Linked DNA regions of Gossypium hirsutum: all the other regions are linked to region 1. A link is a contact called in public Hi-C data. All regions are on one chromosome and are shown on one strand. The core of a region is the stretch at or near the end of the contact, and the rest is flanking DNA. Distances in the headings are between cores, read along the strand shown. Region 1 holds the start of LOC107886320 (probable galacturonosyltransferase-like 9). Region 2 holds the start of LOC107959973 (protein PLASTID REDOX INSENSITIVE 2, chloroplastic). Region 3 overlaps LOC107957312 (a long non-coding RNA gene).

Evidence for each region. Hi-C and Micro-C count contacts between places; a contact is called where the count stands out from the background.
Region 2: a Hi-C map of leaf shows a contact between it and region 1, with 2.2 times the contacts expected there. The contact joins the promoter of LOC107959973 here to the promoter of LOC107886320 in region 1. A contact is called at or near these places in 3 of 34 Hi-C or Micro-C datasets (all in leaf).
Region 3: a contact with region 1 is called in a Hi-C map of leaf, with 2.2 times the contacts expected there. The contact joins the enhancer-like site here to the promoter of LOC107886320 in region 1. A contact is called at or near these places in 11 of 34 Hi-C or Micro-C datasets (anther, callus, hypocotyl and 2 more).

The regions. Positions count from the first base shown.
Region 1 is chrA05:74,035,999-74,038,687 of Gossypium_hirsutum_v2.1, reverse strand. It overlaps LOC107886320 (probable galacturonosyltransferase-like 9), which reads right to left and starts at 1,333. Exons shown (of 2, transcript XM_041112648.1): 1 at 1,057-1,333; 2 at 1-932. The coding sequence starts at 828. It overlaps LOC107886319 (pyruvate dehydrogenase E1 component subunit alpha, mitochondrial), which reads right to left. Exons shown (of 8, transcript XM_016810217.2): 8 at 2,283-2,627. The coding sequence ends at 2,583.
Region 2 is chrA05:74,813,910-74,816,598 of Gossypium_hirsutum_v2.1, reverse strand. It overlaps LOC107959973 (protein PLASTID REDOX INSENSITIVE 2, chloroplastic), which reads right to left and starts at 1,358. Exons shown (of 4, transcript XM_016896163.2): 1 at 864-1,358; 2 at 665-763. The coding sequence starts at 1,106.
Region 3 is chrA05:74,581,532-74,584,220 of Gossypium_hirsutum_v2.1, reverse strand. It overlaps LOC107957312 (a long non-coding RNA gene), which reads right to left. Exons shown (of 2, transcript XR_001700406.2): 2 at 1,788-2,118. Among protein-coding and RNA genes, the nearest start is that of LOC107957312, 4.1 kb to the right of the region's middle. Within about 2 kb of position 1,355, at least 3 of the 9 cell types and tissues checked have an H3K27ac peak or open chromatin away from gene starts, as enhancers often do. A contact at or near this core is called in leaf, where this site is marked.

The DNA.
Region 1 (2,689 bases), core at 84-2,583:
AAGATCATAGGATTCCCAAATATGATCAAGAGGGCACGGGTTTCCACCATCCAGTCGAACCCATGGCTTCCCTTTCCCACTCCAATGCAACAAGCTGACCGGACCCGGATGCAACGACCGACATGAACCTCGTATATTGTCCCCTCCAAGCCCATGTTGGTTCCATCTATGATCAATGCCTTCTACATTCCCAGCAAATACCAGCAAATAGGGTGGCAATGAGCCCAACTCGTATATCTTTTTTTTCCTTTGTATTTCCATCCAATTCTCTATTCTTTTCCTGTAATTCCCTTCTCTCCAACGCACTAAATCCATTACCATTACTCCCGTGTTGAAATAACACGGCTTTCTGGACCGGAAAACCCGGGATATTACCGGGTCCGACCAAAACCCGGCCGTGAAATACTTGGTGAAGTTTGCATGGCAGTATTCGGGTGCGCCGATGACTCGAGAGTTGGTCAACGTTGTGTTCCAGAGTTTGAGGATGTCATCGACGAGGACCAGGTCTGAGTCGAGATAAATGACTCGGTCTACTTGGAGATCCAACATGTCCCCGAGGTAGTTCCGAGCGTAGTTCAGTGGGTTCTCGAGGGCTTGCCGGATTGAAGAAGAGATCAAGTTGATCACTGTGTCTTCGCGGAAGATGTAGATTCTGAAGTTGAGTGAAGGGAATGTGGAGCGAACGAGTTTGCTCAAGACTCTTGGACTCGCGGGGTCGAACTCGGCGGCAATGAAGTGAAAGAAGATGTTTTCAGGACACGAAGCGTGGCGGACGACGGAGTGGATGGCGGCGATCGACCCCCGCAAGTATTCAAAGTCTAAAGTCATTGCCACTTGGACTAAATTGCGGTCGCCGGAGGAAACCGGACACTCCACTCCGTTACGGTAATACGGTGCCTCCGGAAACCGGAACCCCAACCCATCTCCTCCGACTGTGGTCCGAATAGCAAGACAAAACGATACCGTGAGAAAGACATGAAGAAGTAAAAGGGCGGCCGCATATAAAATAAAACGCATTATTCTTCAAAAAAGAAAAAAACCAAGAAAAAGAGAGACCGTTTCTTTTCAACTTTCAGTCGAAAAATAAGAAGATTATGGTCTTCGGCTTCATTGTAAGCGAAAACGCAGCTTATTGAAGGATCATTGTTATTACCCAATAGGAGTGTTTGGATTTTTTTCCTGCATAAGGGTTGGGTCTTTTGTGTTTTAAATGACAAATGAGGAAACTGGTGATGGAAGCAAAGAATGGGATGTTGCACCATCGGAGATTTCTTCAAATATCCTTTTTTATGCTTTGTTTCGGAATATGTAGATTTGGGCAAATATTTTTCTTTCTTTTTTTTAATCAAGATTCTGTTGGTTGGGACGTTGATGGCCTTTTAAAATGAGATAATTTTTTAACAAACTTTTTTTTCCCTCTTCCATTCTGTTATCCTTCAAGTGTTCATATATCTGCATTTTGCTAAATGGGACCTCCTCCCCTGTCAACCGAAAAGCAAGGAGGTAGGGGTTAAAGCCGTTTTAGTTCAAAAAGGATACTTGGGGCCAACAGGACTCCCTGTCAGTAAAACCCAAACTGAGCCGTTCGATCTTTGCATAAAGAGGTCTAGAGTGGCAGGCAGCTATTGAATGGGGTTAAGGCAAAGTACACACTAATCATTTCTCACACACCTACGCGCAAGCTTCCTCTTTCTTTGTGGAAAAACTATCTTCCCAGTAAAGACCAGGATATATTAATACTGGATGTGCCGTGGCTGTGAGACCTATGATCGCATTCACATGTTCACGGACCGCATCTTTGCCCAGCTTGTTTGGTTCGCTACTAAATTAGGACTTGGTATTGATGGTTTCTCCATATTCCAAAATTGGATCCCATGAGAACGATTTTCCTACTAGCTACTGGCTTGTATTCAAATCAGTCGAGGAGTTAGTGACCACTTGTGAGAAAGACTTCTTCAGCAATAACCCCCTGGAGATCTCTATCAATCATGAGATTAACAGCACGACCGGTTTGATACTCACCTTACAGGAACATACGAAGCTACGGAGGTATATGGCAACTCAAGCCAACCGGGGACTGCCTCTGCTTATAGTAGTGAATGTTCGTATCTTTGCTGACTGTTAAGACTTGTAAATTCGGGAAACATTATATTAAAAGATTCCTCGTTGATTCAATTTTCATGTAGCGACATGGATCATTAATTTCAGGTAAAGCTAATAAAGAATGAATCTGACGAAACTTACCTTTGAGCTATAAATGAGAGCATAAAAGCTCTTCTCCATTTGAAGAAAAGAATATTCATGCATTGCTTCTCTCAGAAATGCAACCTATTTAATCAAATCATAGGTAATGTAAAACCGTGGGATAAACCACAACATTACACATAACAACTCCGTCCATAATCTATAGAGGGGAACCAAATAAAGTATTCTATACAAATACAAATAGAAGTGCAAAATCAAATTGATAGCCGGGAAATCAGATCACCTTCCCTAGCTGCTTTATTTCTTTTCAGTCTTGCAAGATTGATTGGTGGGCAACGAATTAAAAATTAGTGAACTCACTCCAGAGAAGCCTCAAACTATGGAAGTGTAGCTCTTACTTCTTTCCTATCTGCTCCAAATGACTGCGGATGAAACAAAATGATAACAATAATATTAAATCAGACAGAGACCATTCCAGTGACCT
Region 2 (2,689 bases), core at 109-2,608, 780 kb before region 1:
TTTTGACACCTGAAACCATCTTATTATGTATTAATACTAAGCCACCATACTTGATACTCCGTCCATGAATCGTGGGTATTGACTCTTGAGAATGAAACAAGGCTCCAATAAAATAAAAAATTCTGTTCAGTGGTACATTCTTTCAAGTAAGTCATCGAAGTATGGAGGATGATAACAGCATGGGCGATTTTGGAACTAGGAACGCAAAGCTACACGAGGGCCGTCAATCCAATCTAACTACCAGCAGTTTTATCAGAAAATACAAAGAGGGATACCATAATACCAATCAGAATGCATCAGGGAGCAGAATAGCAATAACATGGGCTGGAAGCCGCCAAGTGAGGGAAGAGTCAAAACTAAATTTGATGGAGCCGTTCAAACAAACAGTCGAACAGGTGGTGTTGAGTATAATTGTTCGAGACTATCAATGTCAAGTTTTGGCAGGTTCGGTGAAGAATATGCAACATGTAACAAAAACAGCGAAGGTGGAAGCAACGGCTGGCTACAGGGCTTTCGTGTACGCAAAAGAGTCGGGCTTATAAAGGATAGAGCTGGAAGGTGATGCTTTAACTCTCATTGAATTCAACAAAAACCATTCATAATATATTAACAATTAATCGAAATTAGCCGTTGCTAGAAAAGAAAAAAGAAAAAGGGAAAGTACCTCAACGCAAACGACAATGACAGAATCAAGGTCATCACCAAATTTGTCTTTGTCTTTGGGTAACTTGTTGAAAAGCTCAGCTTTAAACTTCTGGGTCTCCTATTATACCAAATACCCACAAAAATAATCAAAAGAAAATCTATCATTGGAGCTTAAAACCATAATACGTTTTTCTAAACATACAAGTGTATAAACTTACGGCTTCAGCAAACTTAGGGATAGGGTCATGGTAAACGTATTTTTGGGAATGCGAGGATCTGAGAACGCTAAGGAACGGTTTTACGGAGATGGGTTTTGAAGAGAGGGTTGGAAAAGAGAGAGGAGGAGAAGGCGGGTTTAGTATAAGGCCGGCGTTTCGCAGGATAAGAATGGTGGAGGTTGGAATTTTGGCGGGAGTTAAGGATGGGGGAATAGAGACCAACGAACACGAAGAAGACGCCATTTTCGGGTGATAGATTGTAATGGATGGAGTTGAACTTTTAATTTTGGATTTTTTTGGGCCTGTGACTGATTGTTAATTTGGGTGCTAGGGTTGGTATCGGGCCTCTTAGTTCAATTTTCTTTTTCTAGATGTATTACAAGTGTAGTCCTTGATTATTTCATATTATGTATTTTAAATCAATATTGGTTTTTTTCATGGTTAAATTTTAGTATTAGTATCTGTATTATGCATAAGTTGTGGATTTAGCCCTTATATTTTAATTTAGTCTTTATATTTTAATTTAGTCATTTTCGATCCCTCTACTTTTAGAATTTTAAAATTTTAGTCTTAACCAAATGGTGACTATTAAATTCATTAAGTTATACTATTTTCAAAATTTGATGCCTCAAATATATTATCATATGTGTAATGTCATATCAACTTACTATTTCCATATTACTCAGAAAAAACCAATTAATAAATTATAATTGTCATTTGTATTAAGACTGAAATTTTGAAATTCGAAAAACATATCAACTAAGATTGATTCAACTAAAAAGAATACAAACTAAATCTATAACTTTACGCATAATATAATACTAATAGTAAAATTTAACTAAACAAACTTAACTGCTATAGTTTGGTTAAGACTAAGATTAACCAATTCAAAAAAAAATCAAATTAAAATACAAATACTAAATCCACGTTACAAAATACAAATTCTAATTTCAAAATTTGACCGTCAAATATTCACGATTAATAGCTTCCCAATTTAAAGGTAAACTTCCTTATTAATGAATTATTGAATGTTAAGTATAACTCTTATTTCAGTCAAATTTGAAAAATATTCTTTTAGTTAAACTTTGTTTATTTGTTTTAATCAAACACTGATTAGTTTAGATTATTTTATTATTATTTGACCTATGAATTTAGCCTATAAATAGGCTCTTTTACAATATTAGAAAATACACCCATTAGATATTAGAACTCATAACACATTTAGAGAATTTTGTGCTTACGTTTGGAGGGTTCTTTGTTTTCAGGTTTTCAGGGTTTAGTTTTTATTTCCATCTTTTATACTCTTCGTTCTTTTGCCATTATAATAAAATTATCTTTGCCCGTGGTTTTTTATCCTCTTTGGAGGGGTTTTTCTACGTTAAATTTGTATGTTCAATTTATCAATTTATTCAGCTATTTTTTTTACTTGTTGCTTAATCGGGTCGATCCTAACAAGTGGTATCAGAGCTAGTTCAATTTTCATAGATCAGCCTGTTCAGAGATGGCAGCAACAAGGTTTGAAATTGAGAAGTTTGATGGTGAGACAAATTTCAATTTATGGCAAGTTCAGATGATGGCAATTCTAGTTCAAACCGACTTGAAAAAGGTTGTTACTGGAAAAAAAAGCCTGAGAATTTAAATCAAACTGAATGGGAAGAGCTTGATGAAAAGGCCTTTCTGCAATCTAGTTGTGCCTTGTGAATACGGTATTGTAGGAGGTATTGGTGGAGAAGACCTCATCCACCTTGTGGAAAAGGTTAGAAACTCTTTATGTGACTAAGTCTCTAGCTAACCAATTAGTGTTGAAACAACGTTTATTTACGTTT
Region 3 (2,689 bases), core at 106-2,605, 550 kb before region 1:
CAGTCCTTGGAGCTTACATTAGGGATAATAAACTGTGGGTTAGGTCTTTTCGACGGTGTGTTTTTAAGCATATGCTTCGTGAAGGGAACATAGTGGCCCATTTATTAGCTATAGAGATTTTGAAGGGTGGGAATAGTTATTACCTAAATGGGCGAGTGCTTGATTTTACGCTATTGGCAGTGGAGAGTGATCAACGGTTTGTATTTAGAGGCAAGGAAAGGGGAATGGGGAGGACTTTGTGGGGCACGTTTAGATGAGGATTGATTTGGAAGGAAAGTGAGAGCTGAGGGGACTCGAATGGTTTTTGATGGGTTTTGGAAAGGGTGAGTTTCGTCTTTGGGGAGTCTCGGAAGTTGCTTGTGTGCTAGATTTCTTAGATTTGGACGCTTAAAGGGTCTTGATTAGACCTGCTCATGGGTCGGGCTACTCGGCCCGGCCCGAAGGCCAGCCTGAAATGTAGGAGGGTTTGGGCAAAAATATAAGCCTGAAAAATGGGTTTGGACAAAAAATAAGGCCTGTTTAAAAAATGGGCCGGGCCTCGGGTAAGGTATTTTTGGCCCGGGCCCGGCCCGGCACGAATTCACTAAATGACAAAAAAATCTGCTATTTTTTGTTTTGTTTTTGAATGTTATTTTCTTGTTGTTTTCTCCCTATTTTGCTACCATATTACTATTAGTTGCTACTATTTTGTTGTTATTGTTTGGATATTGTATAAAACTTATTTTATTATTAATTTTGTTATTATTTTAAAAGTATTTGTTAATTTTGTTATTATTTTAGAGGTATTTGCTTGTTAAGTTGCACCTATCTTAGTGCTATTTAAGTTTACATATTTTTTAAAATTTATTTTCAATTTGTTGGAAAATATTTATTTTAATTTTTTTAGTATTTTTGATGTATTATATATATTTAAAAATTATATAAAAATAAATACGGGCGGGCCGGGCCGAGCCCAAATTTTAGTATTTTTATTTGGGTCGGGCTTAAGAAAAATTTTAGACCCGTTCTTTAGGCCCGGCCCGGCCCATGAGCACCTCTAGTCTTGATGTTTGGGAATTGGGATAATCGTTGCTGGTTGCTTTGCTGGTGGCGTTTCAGCTGCTCTTTTGTTGAACAACCAGCTGGTTTTGGGGAACAGCTCATCGTTGGAACTGATTGCTCTTTATCGTCTGCTGTTTAAGCTGTTCTTTGCTGGGCTTTCTTTTGGTTTGTTTTATTGGCTTTATGTTTGGGTTATTTCCTGTTTTGGGTTTGATTTGTTGGACTTCTTTTTATTCTGTTTTGTTTTAATATTAGCCCAGCTTCCTTAAAAAAAAAAGTTCATCCGCCGCCCCATCAAGAACCGGAATAACACACGACACTTCAAGTCTTCTCTTTGCTCTCTCTTTTCCATGGATTTCTTGTCTACCACAGCCATTAAAGCTGCTTCTTCGTTTTCGTGCTGTTCATTGTTATTTGCTATCTCTCAAACCCAAATCAAGCCCAAAACCACTCCTTTTCAACTTCCATGGAATACCCTGAGTCCATCAAAGCTTCTTCTTCAAGTCCCTCAAATGCATTCAATCTCCTCCTGGTTCTCTTCCTTCAAAGCCCACTTCGTTTTCATGCTCTGCTGTTACATAGTTTCCAACCCAGACGCTCATCTCCTACGCGAAAATTCTGTTGAAATTCTTCATCTCCCACGCCCAAAAACCGCTGTTCAATCGTTAATCATTTGAAAAACTTTGAAATTTTGCTGTTACACAGTCTCCAAACACTTGCATTTGCGTTGTCTTTTGGGTTCAATGTTTGAGAAACAAATTTGATTTATTTAGATGGAAAATGTAGACTAATTTTGTTATACATGTATAGACCCTACAGAGGAACTTCTCTATAAAAGCTTCCATCTGAGCTAACAGACATTCTTTACAAATTTTCTCTCATCCTTTACTACGATTATCTTCTCCCTCCTCTCCCCGACTGATTCGAACCGGGTCATATGTTGCACGGCCCGAGTTTGACTCGATGCCCAAATGCACTCTGAAGGGAACAGTAGACTCTGAGTTGACAGCGGTTTCGGCGAAAGGGTTCTGCTCTTGCTTGGTTTCGGTTCTCGATGGTGCGGCGCCCAAGGAAGTGCTGCAATTAAAAATAGGAGAAAATAAAATATTTAAATGCATGTAGTGGAGCCGGAAAGAAACAAAAAATAGTGGGAATGTTATGCAATTTTAACTGAAGTGATTAAAATAAAAATTTTATAATGTAAATATTTTTATTTTAAATGCTTAAAATGAAATTTTTGAAAAATTGAGTGATTATATATGTACTTTACCCTTTGTGATATCATATAAATTACTTAATTTTTATTTGAACTTATTAATTTCAAATTATAGTAATTATTATACTTTTAATTTTTGTATTAACTTGTATGACTTTTTTTTCTTTGCACAACTTGTAAAATTTTCCTTTTATTTCAAAAATGCCTTTAGTTCTTTTTTATTCTTTTTACTATATATTATATATAATTTTTACATGCATTTTGTAATTATGATTTTCTATGAAAATATTTTAAAATCATTATTGGTGTGAGTTATTTTCATTGAAATAATTTAAAATTTATTTACTTCAAAAATCATTTTTACTCATCCTTTTCGGTTTTTCCTTTTAAAGGCAATAATTTCAATAACAGTTATTTTTTATTTCAATTTTT